3 separate regions of the Anser cygnoides genome follow, and regions 1 and 2 are each linked to region 3. The links are chromatin contacts, called in public Hi-C maps. All regions are on one chromosome and are shown on one strand. The core of a region is the stretch at or near the end of the contact, and the rest is flanking DNA. Distances in the headings are between cores, read along the strand shown. Region 1 overlaps CDC123 (cell division cycle 123). Region 2 holds the start of CAMK1D (calcium/calmodulin dependent protein kinase ID). Region 3 overlaps CAMK1D (calcium/calmodulin dependent protein kinase ID).

Region 1 (3,041 bases), core at 69-2,568, 200 kb before region 3:
CCAAAATATTTGAGGGTTGAGCAAAAGATAACTTTGATTTTTTTTTTTTTACAAGGCTGTTTTTTGCTAAATGGAAAAATCTGTAATCTGCTCCATTCCAGTAGGATGCAGACAACCCCATCTCAAATACGGAAGTCTGAAAGATAATGCAGCTCCTAGCACGCAGGGACTGCAGAACTGTGGGCTGGACTTCAGCTGCCTTTTTACCTCTAGTTTATGGTTATTTTGGTGTGTGGGGAATATTTTCTTGAGCACGGTAAGCAGATACGATCGTAATGGAGGAGTTCTGAGTCGAGCAAAACTGCAGGCTCTTAGGAGTGTTTCTACTGCCTTGACAGATCTTAAATTGCTGGGAATATAAACTGTAGCTGAAGGATGTTATCTGTTTACATAGGCTTACAGATTTATACAATCGGTTTGATTACAGTACTTTCGGAAAGCATGCCTGCTATCACCCTGCTCTTCTCTGTGTGGTGGATATTACAGCCTAATCTAAAAACTTATTTCTTCTGGCAGCATGCTGAGAAAACTGTTACGATCGCTCTTTGCTTCCAACTGAAGGCCGGGCAGCCGTGTCTTAACAAATGCAGTGCTTTGCTTATGAAGAGCAGAGACCTTGGGCAGCCATGTCTTGCAATGCACTGCTTGTAGGAGAGATGTGAGACTTCTGGATTGAGTGCCAAAAGGAGATGTCTTAAATGGCTGCGTTTATCCTTAGTGCTCAGCCCTGACCCTTTACACAGTTTTGCGCGTCAAAGTAGTTTGTTGCCAATAAGGTCAGGGAGTACGCCTGGAAGGAAAATGCATGTTCTTCCGATAATTGCCTTGGACAGTTACGGGATTTATTGCAAGATTTGCTGTATAGCAACAAAAACGTACGTAGAAGTTGTCTTGGGTATTACTGCCTCCATTCTTGGTAGTTACTGAATGGTGGCACAAAGAGTGAGCTACTTGCAAGGAACAAAACCTTGGCATCTGCTTGCAGTTATGGAAATAGTTTTGTTTATTCCCACTCTCAGGAGATTTCTAAGAGCATTTCTTAAGGCTCTTAATTTAGAAAAATACCATGCTGTGGAATCAAAAGCGTTGAGTGGCGCTGTTTTGCATCCATTATTCATAAATGAAAATAATTCTGAACTGCTGTAAGATAAGTGATGTCTCTCAGTTGTCTGGTTTAGGAAGTTAAACTTCAACAACCTAATCAAGTTTCATTGCAGCATGTTTTCCTTCGTACTTTTAATGTTTATCTGGTTCTTGGAGAATACGATGATGGCAACATAACAATAAAGAGAAAAGGAGCAGCACTGTTGAATCAAACAAAGGACTTAACAGTGAATAAGCACTCACATGCTAGCCAAGTCCCTGTCCATTAAGTGCTTCCAAATTACACTAGATCAAAAGAGGTGATTTTTTTTCCTTGATAATTGTAGAAAGGAGGTTTGTTACTGCCATACTGAAATTACCTGCTTTATACATCTTAGAGGTAATTTATCTGTAGCTTTTGTGATTAACGTTTTGGGGCTAATTTTCCTCACTATCACTAAAATCTTGTATGTAAAAGCAGATTTTGACGCCTGTGGTTTATTTTCCAGATTTATTCACTGTACTGATGATTCCCCTGATCCTTCCTTAGACTATGAGGTAAGACTCTTTGCATGACTTCTAGGTAATTTAAGTGAATTACGCACGGGCAGGCTGCCACTTGTACTTGGGCATGTGCCCACAATACTTTTTTTTTGTTTGTTTTAATTGTGTTGCTTGGGCAGTGTGGGGGAAGTCTGGTTAAGAACTGCAGGTCATAAGGAGTTCATTTAGTTATGGGTCAGAGATGAGCTCAGTGCAGACTTTCGAAGCTTCCTTGCAGTTCCCTATAGGGTCTGTCAGGTTTTGCCAGGAAGGACAAGGTCAGTAGCTGAAAGTCATATATTCTCTGTGAAGTGCTTCCTGTGGACATCACAGCTGAGAGAGAAGCTAGCTGTAGTGGCTGGGGTTTGTAGCTGTTTGTTAAGAACTGAGATGGACTATCATACCTTGTTATATATGCTCGTTCCTGCATTAAAATGGTAAGTTAGTTAGATATTAGTAATGCTTTAAACTGTTCTTGTGCTACTGTCGATTTTATGATGGCATCTAGTCATGTCTCTAATAATTTTAATGTAAAAATAACATTCGTCATCATCCTGTGGGCTTAGAGGGCTTTAGAAAAGTGAATGCACCTCATGTTTTGAAGCACTGTCTTAATGTGCTTTAAAGATAGGCCTCTGAAACTTGCAGCAGTTTCATGTTTACGTTGTATTTAGGAGTGTCACCTTCGATTACTGAGGTTTTTCTACTGCAGTTGATAGGTGTTGGGAGTTTCCAGTACTGTGAGCAGTAACTGAGGCCCTCCAAAGAATGGATCCGTCTGAATGCTTCAGCTTAGGAAAAGCAGAAACTTGATGAAGTGCCAGAGAGATGCTTTAATTACCAGGCATTCTGTCCTATTGGCAGTAATAGTTTGGTTACTATTTCCATCTCACGTCCTTATTTGAACCGGTTTGTACCTCCAAAGGCATCGCAGAATGGTGCTTGGGTGTATACCAGAATAGAGGTTGAGCTGGTTAAATTTAATTCTGTTCATCAGCTCTTTTTACTAGAGAGCAACTTCTGCCAATTCCATGACAGATTTGTTGTGCTGTACAGCAGGACTTTTTGTTTTCCATGCTGTATCATTAATGAACCTTGGAAGTCGTTTCACAAATAATTTCACGCTTAAATACTGGATAAAGTGGAATAGCACGGGATAATTAAGGTGGGAAGAGGCCTCAGTAGTTCTCCAGTCCATTCTCGTGCTCAAAGCTGGGTAAACTGAGATCAGTTTGGGTTGCTTGGTGTTTTCTCAAATCTGGTCTTGAAAACATCAGTGGATGGAGGCTGGGCCAGCTCTGTGAGGGGGCTATTCCAGTGCTGGACTGCCCTCCTGGTGAAAAGGTTTCTTCCTATGAGCAGTCTGAACCTTTCTTCTTACAACTTCTACTTCTCATCCTCCCACCAAGGGCTTG
Region 2 (3,027 bases), core at 333-2,832, 160 kb before region 3:
TTCGGTGTCGGCTGCATCTTTTTGGGTCTGTCCCACCCCCATCACTTCTCAGGCGGGGGCCACCAGCTTGGGGATCCCTGGGGACACGGACACGGGGAAGGAAGGCTGATGGGACGAAGGGGATCCCCATGGGGAGCAGGAGGATGTGGGTAAGCCAGCAGCAGAAGGAAAGGTTTGGCTGCTCCAAGAACATACTGGGACAACACACAAGCACCCATCGCAGGGAATCCCAAGCGATTTGGGCCACCCATGGGGCGGGATGGCCACCAAAGCATTGCATTAGAGAGGGCACTAATTAATGCAGGAGCTGGCACACGCTCAGCCGTGTGCCTGTGCCCAGCAGAGGGTAGCATTGCCCAAACACCCCGGCCTGCCTCGGTGTTTTCCCCAAATTTACACCTCCCCACCCGGCTGAGCTCCCCCAGGCTCCAAACCCGCGTGGAAGTGGGAGCCCCAGGGGAAAGCTCCCGTGCTCATAAATGATGAGCGGTCCGGAAAATCCCTTTCCAAAGTGGGATTTTAAGGACTCTGTGAAAGGACACGGCACATTTTAAGCAGTTAGGCGCGCATTCACATCTGTTTACGAGTCGATGCAATATTTAGTCGTGTCACGCCTCATTTTCAGCCGCCTCATTTGATGACCAAGGGTTTGAGCCGCCCCCAAAAACACCCGTGGGTCCGCACCTGCCTTTTTACTTCCCAACTTGGAGGAGAAATCCACTTTTTTTTTTTTTTTTTTTTTTTTTTGCGCTTTACCTATTTGCAAGACATTAACGGGAAACCTACCCACGGGTTTAGCGCGTATTTCTGCCGTGTCACCGGGGGCGCATCCTGCCCCTCGCTCCCGCTGCGGGGTGGGCAAGGGGCTGGGGGCCACTTTTGGCCCCCACGGGGCGGCTGCGCTCACGGTGGGCACCGCAAACCCCGCGCAAAACCCGCGCATCCCCCGCGCAATCCCCGCGCAATCCCCGCGCATCCCCCGCGCAGCTCCGGACCACCCCGCCCGGCCGCCTGCGGTGTGGCTTTTAATTTTTATTTTTTTTTTCCCCCGCTTTCCCTTTTTTTTTTTTTTTTTTTTTATCTCTTTGCTTTCCCTCCCCTCCCGTTTGACGTGCGCGGTTTTGGTGCAATGCGAATTATCTCCAGTCATTCAGTCAGGAGGGGCAGCGCCAGGCAGCAGAGCAGCGGCGGGGCTGCCTCCTCCTCCTCCTCCTCCTCCTCTTCTTCCTCCCCCTCTTCTTCTTCTTCCTCCTCCTCCTCCTCCTCCCATTGCCATAACAACCGCGCACAGCCGCACCGCGCCCGGGAGGCTCGGAGCATCCAACGGGGCCCCCGCACGCCCTGCTTGGGGACAGCGGGGGGGTAGGGGGGGGGGGGGGGGAATCAGTGACCTCCCTCAAAAAAAGAAAAAAAAAAGAAAAAAAAAAAAAAAAGGGACTTTTCCTCCCGGAGTGGGGGGACCAAAGTGTCCCTGAGGGTGCTGAAGGAGGCGGGGGGGGACACGGGGCAGCCCCGGGGGTGGCACGGGGAGGGGCGAGGGGGGAGGGGGGGAGGACGAGGGGAAAGGGGGGGGGGGGGGGCAGAGAAAGTTGGGAGGAAATAGCCCAGGAAAAGTGGCACTCGTGGAGCCCGCCGGAGCGCGGAGGAAATAAAAGCGGCGGCGGGCAGGAAGTGTGAGGAGGAGGAGGAGGAGGAAGGGGAGAAGGAGGAGGAGAAGAAGGAGGAGGAGGAGGAGGAGGAGGAGGAGGAAGAGCCGGCAGAGGCAGCAGCAGCAGCCGCTGCTTTCTCAGAAGAGAAAGCAAAAGCCGCAGGCGGCTCGGTGCCGCCCGGCATCCGCGGGGCTGCGCGGGGCTGCGCGGAGCGGCCATGGCCCGGGAGAACGGGGACGGCGGCGGCTCCTGGAAGAAGCAGGCGGAGGACATCAAGAAGATCTTCGAGTTCAAGGAGACGCTGGGGACGTAGGTGGCGGGGAGCGGAGCGGGCCGGGAGGCGCCGTCCCTGCGCTGCGCGGGATTTGCGCGGGGGGGATTTGCGCGGGGGCTGCCGCCGGGGTCGCTCCGAGCATCCCGCCCGGCACCGAGCCGGGGAGGTTTGGGAATCCCGGGACAAACGGCACCGGGGGGGGGGGTTGGTAGGAGGTGAGGGATGAGGGTGGCTGCGGGGCAGGCGGCTGGGCTACCCCCCCCCAAAAAAAAAATTAAATAATAAAAAAAAAAGAACAACAAAAAGAGAAAAGAAAGAAAAAAAAAAGAAAAAGAGAAGAATAAGAGAAAAGAAAAAGAGAAAAGAAAAAGAAAAAAGAAAAAAGAAAGAAAAAAATAAGAAAAAAGAAAAATAAGAAAAAAAGAAAAGGGAAAAAGATAAAAAGAAAAAGGAAAAAGAAAAAAGAAAGGAAAAAAAGAAAAAATAAAGAAAAAAATAAAGAAAAAAAAGACCCCCCCCCACCCCCCGGTTTAAAATGTTAATAGGATAGGGAGATGGGGAAAGGCTTTTTCTTGACGGTGCCACTGTAAATAAATGCGGTCTGACTTGCATGCTGTCCCCTAAAGCTGATGGCTGCATCCATTCGTGGACGGACAAGCAGAAATAATCGGAGTGGATTGGATGTGCTTTAGCTACGATGCTTAACTGTTGTTGGGCTTTATTTCTGTTATTTATAGTGGCGGGGCATAAAGATTAGTAAAACGTTGGAGTTTTTTTTTTTTTTCTTTTTTTTTTTTCGGAAGGCTCAGAATAAACATGCGCAGATGGTGGAAGGGAGCAGGGTGCAGGCTGATGCTTTTTTGGCTGAGCGGGGAGTTTTATTTCTGTTGAGAGAAATTTTCGCTCGTCGGATGTTGTAGAGGCAGAGAGCCGCGGTTGCTGGGGAAGGGCAGGGTGCGGGCTGCCGTGTGGGTGGGCGAGGACGTGAACGCTGGGTTGTATGGGACGGGTGCTTTATCGCCATGTCCCCCCCGGTGTAAATTCAACTTCGAGCACGTCTCTAAGTAAAGCATCGCCGAGCCCAAGCAGCGCGTTTTGTGCTCC
Region 3 (2,828 bases), core at 1-2,500:
GAAAATTCATGATGTAAAAGAAAATTCTTTTGAGAGGTAGTTTGAATAAAGAAACTACTTATGTGCAAACGTGAGTATAAATTTAAGAGAAGAGACAAACTAAAAAAAAAAAAAAAACCTCTTGAGGTTATTACATCAATCTCAAACTTAATAAGCTGGAAGAGAATGCATTTTAGATTTTATATTAACTTCCTTCAGACTGAGAACCATTTCTCCTTGCACTTCAGTTTCCATCTCATTAATTTATTAATAATTAAACACCTGAAAAATAAAAGATCTGTTATTTCTCAAGTAACGTCAACCTATAGATTTCTAATTAACCAGCCTCAGAGCGTGGAGAAGCCGTTCCTCCAGCAACTGTTGCTACCACCAGCAAATTTTAGTTGCAGAAATAAAGTTGAATTATTTTTCTCTGCCAGAACAGAGACCAAAGGCTAATGGAGATTGTGCTTAGCACAAAGGCTGTGTCTAAGGAGGGAGCCTGGGAGCATCTCTGGGTGTCCTGGGCCTAGGTACAGGCTCTAGGTTCATCCTGGCTTGTGGGGCGATGCATCCCATTCTGTGTTGGTTGGAAAACCTGAGTGCATGGATGAGGAAGGATTCGTCCATGCTCCCTGCTGTGTTCTTGGGGATGCTGTGCACAGGGAGGTTAGAAACTGCACGGATGCATTGCCCTAACGTTGGAGACCTCACAAGCCCTGGAGCTTCATAGATGAGACAAACAGCAGAAGGTGAAATGAAAGCATTTGGAGGAGGAATAAAAGTGGTTTAGGGCACAGAAGGAGCCTGTGGTGGTGTCAGAAGAAAAATGCACCGTTTTCAAAACCTGTTTTTGCCTGTTTCCAGGATGAATCTGTCTTACCAGCTACTCTCTAGCACTTCCAAAACCTCCTGTGAGTTGTGGACAGAGAAACTCTTTAAGGTGTATTTCATCTCATGATCCCGCAAACGCCTTTTGACGTAACTTTACCCACATAAATAATCCCCTCTGCAGGGATTTGAGAATCACGTTCTCAAATTATAGCTCCTGATGTGCCAAGTGCCTCAGACTATGTGGATCTCAGCCCACGGCAAATATCCTTAGAAACTTTTTCCGGATTGATTAATATGTTCTTTCAGAGTCATCTAAAAAATAATAATAATAACATTTCCTGCCTAATAACTGAAGAGACAGCTGTGCATATAGGGTGAAACTGCAAATGCTCCTTGGAGCTCTCATGTTCTGCCTGCTACAGTGGTGCTGAGGCTCCTCCTGTGGGGATCGCGGAGAAGTACAAACGATGAAAATACTGGAAACAAGTAGGAAAGAGTGCCTGAGGAGCTGGAGGAGGGATACTGACTGGCGAAGAGTGAAAGTCTTAGCAGTGAATCATACAGTGCCAAAAATATAAAACAAAACCAGTATCTCTCCTCCCCTTGCTACAGAACTTCACAAGTTCTCTTTTGATTCTGAGTTTCTCCTCTGCATTAATTGCTAGAAGTAGTGGCACCTATTCCAGCTGAAATCGGGGATGTGTGGGGTTTATATTTAGGGAAACCCAGGCAGGTTAATGATGCTGTCTGAGCTCTAGGAGAGTCCTGATATCCCGGGGTTCAGCCTTCACTGTCCTCCAAAATCTGTGCAGCATCTCCCTGCTGAGGCAGCAGTGTGACTCCTGTCCCCTTTCCTGGGAACAACACCCTACAACAGAGGACGTGCTGTCGTGTCACCAGGTTTCCCCGCTCCTAGTTATCACTTCTCCATAGTCCAAGGGGAGGTTTGCACAGGTACCGTTGAGACCTGCAAAATGTAGCTCTGCAAAATTAGCTTTTCTCCTCCAAAGAGTTCCTTATTGAGTGTGGCTGCTGCACCTGCCCTGTACTGGGTAGAGATGAATGAGTGTAAGGGGAGGGGGGAGAAAGAAATAGGTTGAATTTTTAAAGGCAAAACTGTGAAGTGGAAGGAGCTGTTTTCTCCACAGGGAATGATGACTGAAAGGGAGGTGGCTCAGTATGACCAAAAAAACACAAATACACAGTTTTATCTATGAGATAAGCCCAGTTCTGACAGTGATGACCCTGTTCCACATCGGGTTTTCTCATGAAAATGCAATTAAATGTCTGCTGTAGCCCTACAAAATCTCTTGGAGGCTGTTTTGCCTATACACCCCCACAGCCAGTGCCAGCCCTGCTGGGGACCAAGAAGCGACAGTAACATTATGTGCTGGAGGTGGGATCGAGCAAGAACATCCAGTCTGGCCCCGTCTGATCTTCTGTTTGTTCAAATCTGGGAATAAAACCCGAAGGAGAAAACAAGCAAACAAACAAACAAAAAACAACCCTCAAACAAATAAACAGACAGAACATCTATGCAGGGATGGAGAGAGAGGGGATAAATGCAAAGAAGGACTTGGGCGTTCAAATTAATGCCTACCTGGAATGTAAGCATCGACATCCAAAGCTGTCACGGTGAGGACTTTCACGTAGCATCCCTACCTCTGAGGGTGCTTTTTGCAAACCCCTGCCCCAGGAGGTGGTGCCAGGCTGCTGCCTCCACGCTTTGCCATGGCAGCATCCAGGTGGGTACCCATCCAGGTGCTCTGATCCCCTCTGAAAAAAATGCCTGGGGACTGCCAGCAAGAATGGCTAGCTGCAGTTTTTGCTGTTTTCCTTCTTGTATTTTTGTTTCCTATATTTCCAGAGCCCCAGCTATTTTTCTTTTTCAAAATGTATAAACTTGTGGGGAAAAATATGGAAGCTTTCTTAGAGACAAAACCTACTGATTCCATAGAAATGCAAAATAATGAATTGCTTTTCATTTTCTTTCATAGGGGTGATTTTTGTGAAAC

The links. Hi-C and Micro-C count contacts between places; a contact is called where the count stands out from the background.
Region 1: a contact with region 3 is called in a Hi-C map of granulosa cells, with 2.5 times the contacts expected there. The contact joins two enhancer-like sites. A contact is called at or near these places in 2 of 7 Hi-C or Micro-C datasets (granulosa cells and liver).
Region 2: a Hi-C map of granulosa cells shows a contact between it and region 3, with 1.6 times the contacts expected there. The contact joins the promoter of CAMK1D here to the enhancer-like site in region 3. A contact is called at or near these places in 2 of 7 Hi-C or Micro-C datasets (granulosa cells and liver).

What each region holds. Positions count from the first base shown.
Region 1 is chr1:6,816,248-6,819,288 of Taihu_goose_T2T_genome, forward strand. It overlaps CDC123 (cell division cycle 123), which reads left to right. Exons shown (of 13, transcript XM_048062496.2): 7 at 1,593-1,641. Among named protein-coding and RNA genes, the nearest start is that of CDC123, 17 kb to the left of the region's middle. Within about 2 kb of position 1,319, at least 1 of the 3 cell types and tissues checked has open chromatin away from gene starts, as enhancers often do.
Region 2 is chr1:6,858,693-6,861,719 of Taihu_goose_T2T_genome, forward strand. CAMK1D (calcium/calmodulin dependent protein kinase ID) reads left to right here and starts at 1,583. Exons shown (of 11, transcript XM_048062699.2): 1 at 1,583-1,958. The coding sequence starts at 1,867.
Region 3 is chr1:7,014,176-7,017,003 of Taihu_goose_T2T_genome, forward strand. The region is part of intron 3 of CAMK1D (calcium/calmodulin dependent protein kinase ID); the gene reads left to right. Among named protein-coding and RNA genes, the nearest start is that of CCDC3, 120 kb to the right of the region's middle. Within about 2 kb of position 1,251, at least 1 of the 3 cell types and tissues checked has open chromatin away from gene starts, as enhancers often do.